Regions from separate parts of the Danio rerio genome. Here regions 1 and 2 are each linked to region 3. A link is a contact called in public HiChIP or PLAC-seq and Micro-C data. All regions are on one chromosome and are shown on one strand. The core of a region is the stretch at or near the end of the contact, and the rest is flanking DNA. Distances in the headings are between cores, read along the strand shown.

What was found. A called contact is a pair of places that touch in the nucleus more often than the background predicts. HiChIP or PLAC-seq counts read pairs in DNA pulled down with a chosen protein or histone mark.
Region 1: a Micro-C map of caudal fin shows a contact between it and region 3, with 7 times the contacts expected there. The contact joins the promoter of mtmr14 here to the promoter of si:dkey-19e4.5 in region 3. A contact is called at or near these places in 2 of 18 Hi-C or Micro-C datasets (caudal fin and hematopoietic stem cells) and 2 of 4 datasets of contacts at active chromatin or transcription factors (embryo and gastrula embryo).
Region 2: an H3K4me3 HiChIP or PLAC-seq map of embryo shows a contact between it and region 3, with 5 times the contacts expected there. The contact joins the promoter of si:dkey-43k4.5 here to the promoter of si:dkey-19e4.5 in region 3.

Annotation. Positions count from the first base shown.
Region 1 is chr6:20,168,291-20,172,440 of GRCz12tu, reverse strand. It overlaps mtmr14 (myotubularin related protein 14), which reads left to right and starts at 2,687. Exons shown (of 19, transcript XM_009302320.5): 1 at 2,687-3,392. The coding sequence starts at 3,303.
Region 2 is chr6:20,119,824-20,123,761 of GRCz12tu, reverse strand. si:dkey-43k4.5 reads left to right here and starts at 2,063. Exons shown (of 3, transcript XM_073954023.1): 1 at 2,063-2,271.
Region 3 is chr6:20,328,607-20,332,806 of GRCz12tu, reverse strand. si:dkey-19e4.5 reads left to right here and starts at 2,179. Exons shown (of 7, transcript NM_001326571.1): 1 at 2,179-2,435; 2 at 2,873-2,955; 3 at 3,475-3,546. The coding sequence starts at 2,875. plxnb1b (plexin b1b) reads left to right here. Exons shown (of 39, transcript XR_012407913.1): 39 at 1-205.

The DNA.
Region 1 (4,150 bases), core at 1,438-3,937, 160 kb after region 3:
TGAATTAGAATTAATTATGAATATTTCCCTTTGAACAAAATTCACTACAACTGCTTATGCCTGTTCTGTAAGCATTTCACCTCTTCTTTTTCCAATGACTGATGCGTGAATGTTTCATATATCCGCAGATCACTGACTGGTGGTTTGTCTGAAAATGTTCACCAAGCCTTTATTATCAGAATGAAGTCGACGTTTAAGGAGTCAAAGTTCGAGTTGTTCCCTTTTTATCAGGAAATTCTCAAGCCTCTGGTCCTAGATTTCATTGTAAGATAAATCTTTAAGTCTTTTGTAAGACACAAATATTTAAATGAACAATAAGAACTTCATGTAATAAAAAATATATATTTCATGAGTTACTCTCCAACATGGGTCACCATCTTCAACAGATTTTGCTTTACTCACTCACTCACTCACTCACTCACTCACTTTCCTTCAGCTTATTTCCTGCTCCAAGAGGGAATAAGCCATTCATTAAGCCAACCAAACATTATGGCCAATTTGCTTTATTTAGTTCAACTATAGCGCATAACTGTGGAGAAACTGGACCACCCAGAGGAAACCCAAGCAGACATGGGGAAAATATGCAAACTCCACACAGATAAGCCTCCTGGTTCAGCCAGTATTTGGACCAGTGACGTTCTTGCTGTGGGGCGACAGTGCTAACCACATACCCCCATGACACCTGCACATTTTGCTTTACAAAAACGTAGCTTAAACCAACAAATGTTCAAAAATTTATTTTTTTGAATCTGATAAGGGAGATTGTCTGGCAGTATCTAGAAAACACTTCAAAAATGTGTACCCTTTCCTGACTTTTAACTGCTAACAGCTATGTTTATAGTGTTCCTCTCTATTGTAATATAAAAAAAATAATAATTACTTTATTAGATAAAGACTCCAAGTGTGTTTTTATTGTTCAAATTTTATATCATTATAATAATAAGCAAATGGAATGGGAAATTACTGCTTTGTATCATTGTCCTGTGTGATGTTAAAAAACATACCAGGTGTCTTACTTCGGAGAAAAAATAATAAGAAGATTATAATTTATACAGGTGCAAATAAAGAACAAATAATATTTTACAGAAAATAATTATAAGTAAAATAATATACATATCTAAATCTTAAAATAACATAAATAAATAAAAAGCACCAGGGGATTTCCTGTAATTTATACTTTTCTATTAAAGATGGAAGATTTATTGCACTTTTTGTTTTTATTATCTTAAGAAATTTTTTTATCAGAAAAAAATCTCATTGTAAAAAGCACAAAACATTGGTTTCACCTTCAAATATTTTGATTTATGTAAGTAAAATTTTCCAAGCATAAGGATGTTGTTGATTAGAAAGGCATCTTCCTTACTGTCCATTACAGGTCCATAAATAATGTCATTCAAATTAAAGACCCTGAGGTGTGGAATCTTTGGGTAAAGCCAGTCATAAACATCCGACCAATCATAATGCATTCACAAACATACAGTGAAAAAACAAATGATCTGTTGTTTCAATATCATCACAAAGCATACATTTATTAGACTCAAATATAAATCAAATTTTTAAATATTAATTTGATGGATATATCCCACTTCAAATTTTAAATTGAACTTCTTTAGTTTTTGAAGACAGAGGAAACTTTAAATGTTTAGTTCTAAGTATGTGAATGGTATCTTTAGAGAATTTATTTGAAATTTTATTTCTATAAACTGCTAAAGGATATAAAATGTTGTTAAATAGATTTCTAATCTTTTAAAAAAAATTACATGCTTTAAAATCACAGCCTTTAACACAGGAATAACAATTGGGGTTACAAGGGTAGAATAAACTATTTCTTTAATTAGACAAACGCGATAGGAATGGCTTTAATAACAACAAGAGCAATCTTTTTTTATTATAATATTTTAACAGCACAAAATTATACATGCCAGGGGGTAATCAAATACGAATATACAAAATGTACATGTAATAATCCAATAAATAATGTTCATTTTAAACATTTTAAAGCGGGTAGGGCTTTCTTATTTAGTCTATAAATTCTTATTTAGTCTTTAATACTACTAATATAAGCATAATTCAGTCATCAATACCTTAAACTTTGGTGTCTTATTGGTAAATTTACATTTATGCATGTAAAATTTTGTTAGCAAAATAATAAATTAATTAAATAAAAACTAGTTTCCCCTTGACTACACAGTAGAGCCAAAAAGTACATTTTCACACCATGAGAGAGGTTTAGAACACTGTAATTTGTTATTAATTGTTTTTTTTTTTTTTTGCATCTCACTCCATAAGTTGACTGAGTATTCACAATGCCAAAATAAGTGTAAAGCAGTCTCCTCATATTCTTGACAAAAAAATACAATTCACATCAATTCCGATTTTAAATGTTTTAAAATAATGTTTTGCTGGATAAAATCTGTGGAGAAGTTTATAGAATATTTCTTTAATTTTATATATAACATGACATTTCTGTTGTAACAGCCACACTTTTCTCTTTGGAAAAGAGTCCGGATAGCCTTATTATTAACGTTAATCTTGGTATTTATAGTAAAACAGGTTTTGCGAACATACGATTTAGTAATATCAAAAGACGATGCAAGAGCGACCTATCGGGAATGAAATGACAACCGGTTCGGTGACGCTTGCGCTTGACGTACCTTTCAGGAAGTATGGATCACATGATCACGTCAGTTTCCTGTTTACTACTGGCCCTGGTTAAAGTTCCTTTGCTACATCAAACACGGCTAAATATCATTGCAGTATTACAAAAGCGCTCTTTCGTGTGCATTTTCGCACCACTGATCGTTCTGGCGTTGTAAGCAACATTGAAGGTATTGTCTTCACAACGATATCTAGACGTTTTAAAAACTTGAGGTCGAAAAGCGTGCGGGTTTCCTGTGATTGGTGACCGGGTGTTGAGTTCACTTCAGTGGGATGCGGGGTTTTGATGTGAGGGCAGCAAAAGAAGGGACACAGCAACGCGTGGTTTTCTTAATAAATGGACAAAACTCTTCGTTTTTTCTTTCTGATGAAATTACAGTGGTAAGAAACCTTGAAGTATTCCTCGTGTCGTTAAAGACAGTCGGCAACGGGCTATTTTGATCACCAGTGCTGTGGAGGGGCATCACCTTGCCAGGACCCTGAACTCGGGACGTGTTCCCGGCTCCGGCCCCGGTGCCTTAAAACGGGCTGTGAGGAAGAAGCTTGCCCTGAAAGGATGGCCTGGAGGATCCTCTCGGCATCAGGGAGCTGCGCTTTTTAAGGAAGGGCGGGTTCGGATCGAGCAGAAGGCGGGTGACGGCTCGATGATGATGGCTAGTAGGAGCGAGGAATTAACCGATCTGATTGATGTGTTCTCCAAGAGCCAGTACAGGGCGAAGGAGGTCACACCGGGGGTAAGGTTGAACACCGCAAACCTACGTCAGGTAGCTGTGAAATGGGCCAATGAGTGACGTGATAACAAAATATCAACAAATAAACACCTACCAGATTGTATTAAAGGCAAGCGTTGAAAAGCTAATGCGTTTTTAAAAATGCATTAACACAGTTAACTTGAATGTCATGTGGTGTAAGTAAAGCTAATTGCCTTTAATGCTTTGGCTTAATTTCTAAGTTAGAAGACTTTCTTTTTCTTAATTCATTGTTACAAAAGAAAATAAATTATATACAAAGACATTTAGAAAGCAAATAAAAGCAGCTCATGTGAATAGAGGTAAAGTTAGTTTTATATTCGCACATTCAGACTTTCCCCTTAATAATATAATTCCATAAAAGTGTTATTTGCAAACTCTAAATAGTGAAATCATATTAGCAGCCAATGACTATAAAAGTACAACATTGTTCATAGTCAAATAAACAGTGTTAATGTTGTTTTCAAGTCACACTTGCATGCTATTTCAGATCTAATATTCAAAGTAACATGGTAAACATTATAGAGACTTCTAAATGAACGAATGTATGAATATAAAACCAACTTTACCTCTATCTCATGTGACTGTACGGAACTTCCAAAGGGAAATACATTTCATGAGTCAGATGTTCACAGTCATGGATCAGATGGAGGAAAAAAAAAAGATTTTCTAACAATAAAAAATATGTATAATGTGAGAGGTGACATTATTGAATGTGGGCCAGGTTTTCAGGGTACCCTATT
Region 2 (3,938 bases), core at 814-3,313, 210 kb after region 3:
AAAAATGGAATATTAAAAATCCCATGGCACTTTTTGTAAACCCTGGTGTCCTGGCCAAACTCCCTCAATCGTCCCCTTACACTCATGGCCTCCCAATCATCCCCATCTAATGAATTGGCTCTATCACTGTCTCTCCACTCCACCAATACCTGGTGTGTGGTGAACACACTGAAGCCGTTGTCTTGTGTCTGCCGTCGCATCATCCAAGTGGATGCTGCATACTGGTGGTGGTGTGAAGAGACTCCCCTCATGATCATGAAGCGCTTTGGGTGTATGGCCATACACGATAAATGCGCTATATAAATAAACATTACATTAAAGTCTGTTTGGTTGGATTGCACACCTGCTGAAAGGAACGTTAACTTTTGAGGATTGGATTGCAGTGTACAGGGACCAATAAGAACACACTATAAAAAATGCTGGGTTCCACACATATGACTTGTGTTGGGACAACATTAAGGGGATTGCATTAATTTATTAGTTCTTACAAATTCAGGTGGATTGAACATAAATCAATTAGTGTACCCTCAAAACACAAAAATGATAGTTTAAGTAGTTTGAACAAACAGTCAATGTTATTTTTTGTGTGATTCTTGATAATGGGTATTATCTGACAGGGTGAAAATTAGGCACATTGTTAGCTTTATAAGTAGGTGTCACAATCACCAGGGATCTAATCTTTACAGATTACTTGCAAACAAACAGATCACATAGGACTACAAATCTACTGGCATATGGACTACAAGATCCAGTCATGCAACACACATACATACCTGTTCCATTAATTACACTTCCACAGCTGATGCTGCTCATCGACTGTCTGATAACACACACATATATACGGCTCACTTTGGCAGTCTCATTGCTGAGTCTTGTAAACTGTACTGTTAGCATTACGACACATTTTCCATGCCTTGCCTTTTGTGTTTAATCCTTGCTTTGTTTCGTTTGTTTATTCCTGTCTGCTGCTTGCCTTTTGACCATTTTCCTGTTTATCGACCACTACTCTGTATTGCCTTTATACATCTATTTGCACCTGTGTTGACTGTTGCTTGTCGGACCATTCCCTGCTAATAAAACCTGCGTTTGGATCCACACTCCCTGTTTTCAGAGTCCCTTCACATTACAGAAGGACCCAATGGGATATTTTTTTTTTAAAACTTCAACCTAGACTTTTGTAGCACAAGAAGTTTAATCTGAATCAGATTTGAATTTGGAAATACCCAATTTTGCTATGCAGAATCAGGTACTTTTGTGCCAGTTTTTCTAAAGTAAAATGGGATTGGATCACCCTGATTTAGTTACACACTTTGGTATATGGATTACTAATGCTCTTAATGAGACCACATAAAACAGTTTGGCTGCTGTAAAAAAAACAAAGAAACACCATCTTGTATATATATATATATATATATATATATATATATATATATATATATATATATATATATATATATATATATATATATATATATATATATATATATATTTATATATATGCATTTTAAATCATAAAGTGGCAACATGTCCAACACTTAACTAAATTAAAAATGCAAATGTTTATGCTACATGATAGAAATTAATTTTGAAAAAAATGTATGTAAAGATTACTACAGATTATTATAAGATTATTAAAAGTTTTGTTTTTGATTCCCACTCTAGTTAGTATCAATAATTTATTTATTTAATCAAAAGAATGCCAATTTTTTTTGACAGTCAGAGGTGATTGGTGTCAAGATTGGATTTTGTGATCTAATCCGAATTCAGTAAACTCTTATTTAACCCTCACAATAAAAGGAAATCCGAGCATGACTAAAATAAATTGCAATAGACTATTTGGCTTATTTCAAAATTTAACCCATGATCTTACATTGAGAACATTGAAGAAAAAAAATAATTTCTTAGACCATTTTCTTCGTCTTTTCATAACTGATAATATTCGCAGGGTTTGTAAATACGTTCATCCACGAGTTGACGTTCCAATGAGCTGCACCATTTGGCTGCTATGGGTGTGTACTTTCCACCCGTGACTGAATAAATGCGCATCATTTCACATCCAACCACTAGAAGCGGAGGGAAGTGTGCGTCGGTCGACTGATGTTGAGCAGTTTGTTGAGAAGCAAAAATATAAACTGGTATCGGAACAATTAATAAATCAGGTGGGATTGTTGGAAGAGTGGATAGGTGATGGCATCTCACACAAACGACGAGAACAAACGAAAAATCACTTGAGAATAAAATAAGTGGAGAACAAACGCTGATATCTGTGCGGTAAGTTTGCTTTTAATTACTTTAGCCTACTCTAAAATGATTTGACGAAATAAAAACATATTTTAGTTATTACACTGCAAGATTTAATCAAGGGTAAAGAAAAGTGCAACGGCTATAAGTAATGACACCGTACAGGTTTAGGCAATTAATAAACATTTTGTGCAACCATGCTGGCAGGATTGCGTGTGAATGTGTGTGTTCAAACTGCGACGTCTTGTTGGAACGATACTTATTTTGCACGTATATAAATTACATGATTTTGACCACTTAATCAGTCCTTTAGACGGAGATTTATCTGTTGAAATTTGCCGTGTGCATGTGAATCATAATGTGATATGAGTAGGTATTAGGTTTGAAGAAAGCGTTTTTAGAAAATTCTCGCGGTTGTTCGCTCCCACAGTGAATGAAATATCACCCTAATGAAAAACAAAAATTAAAAACAGGCTGTTGAATAAATGATAATAACATTGTGAAACTTTAACAGTATACACAACGATAGAGAGGTCTCTTGAAGAATATAATCATGAGGGTTGTCGCATGATTCTAGAGAGTCTGTAAATCTATCTATCTATCTATCTATCTATCTATCTATCTATCTATCTATCTATCTATCTATCTATCTATCTATCTATCTATCTATCTATCTATCTATCTATCTATATTAAAAAAATGTGAAAAAAACTTTTACATCTCAAGTTGCTTATTTAAAACAACCCCTTTAGAACAGGTAAAGTAATCTTTTTCCCTTTTGCATTTTATACAATAATTTCCCACTCAAGTTTTCTTTACCTTAGTCCATGGTTTATCAGGGGCTGCCACAGCAGAATGAACCATTAATTATTTTGGTATACCGTATACGTTTTATAAGGCGAATGCCCTTCCGGCCCCAACCCTGCATTGAGTACATTAACTCATGAACCCCCAGTGCTGGGAAGCACCCATACACTTTCTCTTTTACACACAGATACACCACGTCCAATTTAGTTTATCCAATTCACCTATACTGCATGTCTTTGGACTGTGGGGAAAGCTGGAGCACCTGGAGGAGACCCACTCAAACACAGGGAGAACATGCAAACTCTACACAGAAATGCCTCCTGTCCAGGAACTAGTGGCCATATTGCTGAGAGGTGACAGTGCTAACCACTGAGCCACCGTGCCACCCCATAATGATGTCTTGGTGAAAAAAAAATGCTTATGGATTTATTGAGGTCATGTTTTGATCTATTATTGGTCTCAGTCTCACACAACCACGTGATGTGATTTTGCAGGTCTGAGTTCACCAAGCTTGAACATTGCTATGTAAAGACATGTGAAACTTGTTGCAAGAGCTTATGTTTCTGGTCTATTGCATTCGCATGCATATGAATAGAAGTCGGGGGTGAAAAGTGCAATGTGACCGCAGCTTAAGTGTGTTAAAGAAGGTTTTTAACTAAACTATGCAGGAACTGAATTTGAAACCCCTGCTCTATAATCAATTGGCCAGAAGTTTTTAAACAAAATGTACAATATACATAATGGCTGTAATTCATCAGGAGTTCACTGAAGTACTAGCGAGCTCTCTTTTGCTCTCATCAAAGTAAAGCAGACCGTGATTACCTCTCATTTCTGTTTTTGTTCTTCATTCTTTGTCAAACTTATCCTCAGATCTATCTCATCTTCATAAA
Region 3 (4,200 bases), core at 930-3,429:
ACAAAAAAGCTGACAATTTTAACAATAAGAAGATTTATAGATTTCCATTTCTGAATGTATGTGTATTGTGAAAACTTACATTTAAGGTCCGGTGTCTTTTTCATAACATCACATGAACTAAAGTGGCATTGTGTTGGGCATTCAAAGTCAACATTATGCATCAGTTTAATAAATAGGATAAATAAAGTTTACATCTGGAAAGCTCTGTCAGTCTCTGTTGTTGTTGGTGGTTAAAACACTTTGGGTTGTTTACTGTGATTGGGTGTACATTATATTGTGACTGGGTGTGCAGGAACTGAAAATAATATATTTTTAGACAACAAGAAGTTGAATAATGTAATAAACCTTTTTGTCTTTCTTCTGAGGAATAATTATAATAATATTATATTTTTTAGTCCAAACACTCATATAATGTAGCAGTGTTGTGAGCCCTAATATTTTTGGCTTTTACCAATTAATCTTATTATTATCCTTGTTATTATTTACATTATGCAAGAAAGAACATTTACAAAGATACAATATGAACGAGACAAAAAGGGTTAAACAAGTTTAAATGATTTACACCAAGAAAGCGTTTTACATGCAACATCATTGTTAGTCTTTTAAGGAGTTCACAAATAAATCGAAGTCCTTCCTGAAAGAAAGGGTGTTTCTTTAAAAATGTACATTTGTGGATGTAAAAATGAGCTAGAAAAGATAATAAATTAATAATAAATTTACAATGAGAAGGATTCATTCAGAGTTCAGAGAGTAACCAAAGAATACATTTTTGTGGGAAATACAAACGTTTGGAAATAATTCTTTTTATGAAACTGAAAAAGTCAACCCAAAACACTTTACAGTAGGCTCAATACATTAACATGATCTTTTTACTTTTTTATTGCTGAAACCAGGAACATAAATACATACATAACAGTAAATGAAACCAAAATTACAGTATTAATCAACAAATGGCATTGACAAAAAGTACAGTACAGTATGAAACAATGGAAAAATATAACATTTGAGATAAAGAGAAGAGAGAAAAGGAAAAAAAAAAAACATTTTTTTTTTTTGCAAATGCAAGGTTTAATTTAAGGTTACTCATACAAAGATCCTAAAAGCATTTGTGAATTTGCATTTGTGAATGTAAAATTTACTCAAGAAAATAATCAAATTGATTAAAAACACATTATTTTCTTTTGTGGGGTCCGAGTTAAAAAAAACCCAAAATAATAATTTTCATTTGTGTAGAAAATTCAGGTAGATACTTCACCTTAATAAAGAAATCTATATTATTCCAAAACTCTTGATTGTAATGACATGACCATAAGTACCTCCGTTTCATCAGCATTCACACAAAAGGAACAGCACTACTCAGTGTCAACTCTAAACTTTCGTATAAATACATTAATCTGATCTTTTTTTTTAACAGTAAGTTATTACAAAATGAAACATTATGAACTAGGAACATACCAGATGCCAGAGGGATAAAACAGTAAAGAAGAAGAAAAATACAATAAGTTAAACAAGAAATACATATAAAGTAAAGCTTAAAATAAAAATACAATATTAAGAGTGTAAGTATTTCTAAACGAAGTACCGCTGTTACAGGGGCATTTTAAATAGGGCATGACCAGATAGTGTTTCCGACCAGATAATGATTCCTAGCCTTAGTGTTTCCTGAACCAGAAAGTATTTCAAAGTACAGTTTCAATTATTTTATGAATATCTTAAAAACCGGTTTATTATTGGAGAATTTGTATTTATGGATGTGACATTTAGCAAGTAAAAGTAAAATATTTATAAAGTAGACATTTATCTGATCTATTTATTTATTTATTTTTTTTTTTTAAATTGAACAACAAATATACAATTTTAACATGACATCCAAAATTCAAAAGTCATTAATCTGATCTAACAGAGAAAAAAATCCTCTTAATGACGGCATGGTGACGTACCTTTGACCTTACGCGTTTCCGCCATGTTTGTAGTTTTTTTTATTATTTGTTTACGCCATCCACTTGGTAGGGAATCGAATAATGAAAAAGGGAATCTTAATCAAACGCGAGGACAATTTAAGATACATTGTGTGGATGACTACAATGTAGGTGAAGCCTATACAATTTTTTAGAATGTTTCAAAGGACAAAAACAACTATTCGGTGTCCATTTCTTTGTAGCGTTTCCTACGTTAACCCGGAAATGAAACCAACCAACGTGACCTATGAACTCTGTGTATACGGTAATGTGTAAATCACGTTTGCGTGCAAAGCCATTGTTGCAGCAAAGTGCTTAAAAATAAGCAGCATTTAATGGGAATAAACTGTTTAATATAACCGCGTATCACAAATGACTCTATGCCAACCTGAGGGTAAGAAGACGAAACAATCGCTCGATAAGAAGCTCACAGTCTCACTGGCTGATAATCGCTCGTTCACTAGTGCAGTAAAGCAGGTAAGAGACGTGCTCTTTACCACTCTAAACTACAGAACACGAGTGTCTTGAACTGCTTTTTATGTTGGATTCTTAAAAATTCACAGAATTAGCGGCAATGCTAACGTTAGCATAACAAAATCTGGCGTAAACTTGGACAGCGTGCAATGGAAACCTTAACATATTTACGTTAACGCGTCTTCTGTTGCATTTATACGAATCTGGAGGCGTGGGCAGTGAAACACACTGTGTTCATTCTTTTCAAACCAAACGCCCCAGTTTCATTCAATCTATAGCATATCTCCACATGAACTAGCGTCAGTGATCTGCCTGTAATCCGAACACTGACGTTACATCCAGGAATAATGCTAACTTCAACTAGAATTTGACAAGAAATCTATTTGAAAACCGTGACATATGGCAGTAAGGAGTGTAAAATGTATATGTTTGTATTTTAGAAATGGAGTCCCAGCAGGAAGTGAACCCTGTATTCCTGCAGCAGCTCAGAGAGTTGGACATTCCCGAGGAAGCAGCCAAGCAGGTGGACTTCACACCTTTACAAATTACACCTAACTCATTAATTTGACGAGGATTGTATTGACTAAAGTGCTTGCTTTAATTTGTCAATGTCAAAATATGCACCCGTTTTAAGTGTCAGAGCATTATGTGTCCTGGACATTTTGTATTTGCAGAACCGTGCACTAATAAAAGTTGTTGAATGATATTATTGAGGTTAAATTTGGTTTTATATTCACACATTTGGACTTTCTCTTTAGTGCTATATTTTCTGAAAAGTATTCATTGCAAATTCTAAATAGGGAAATCATAAGATGATCAAAGTATAACATGGTTCACAGTCAGTTAAATAGTGCTGATGTTGTTTTGAAGTCATGCAATTTCTGACTGAATATCCAAAGTAGCGTGGTAAACAATATAGGGACTTTGTCATAGGTTGTCACTGAACAAATGTGTGAATATAAAACCAACTTTACCCTAGTTAATATGTTTGGTGCCTTGTAATGACATGTCTTTGGAATTGTTTTTTGGCGTTTTCTTACAGGCACTCTTACACACACAGAATGTGTCTGCAGAGGAGGCCGCAATGTATTACTTTAACAAACTAGAGAATGAGGTAAATCCATTGTTTAAACCAGTTGAACACTGATTTGTCCACAGCGCTCCACAAATAACTGTTTGAATAATTGTCAAATAGTTGCCTTATTCATTGGGATCAATAACAATCATTTAATCATTCTGTTAGAAAATACTTTGTCATTTGAAGAAACAGATTCTTTTTAATTCTCCACATTTAAAACTAGCTCACGATTTTAAGATTTGATGTTTGTGCTGTTTCTAGAACTCATTTGCTTAATAAAAGTGATTTAAAAATGTATTAATACCTGATGCGTCTATATCCTCAAACACTTTTTTATTTGAGGATATTTAATTATAAATAGTTCATGTTAATTTATTTGACTCAATGGTAACAGGCTAAAATTAAACTTTGAGTACAGTTACATGGACACTAATAATCTGATTTTAATACGATTAGGACAATACTCTTGATTAAGAGTCTTAAACAGTGATTTTTGGTTAATCTGATTAAGGTCATATTTGAACTAAACAGAAATTGAATTAAGACGTGGAGTATGCCAATTTTAGTTTTATTATTGAAGTGCAGTACATACATGTAAACACCTTAAACTATTACCGTTGTGTAGGATTTTCACAATTTCTGATTTTTGGACCTCAGACAGACAGACAGACACCCCCCCCCCCCAACCCC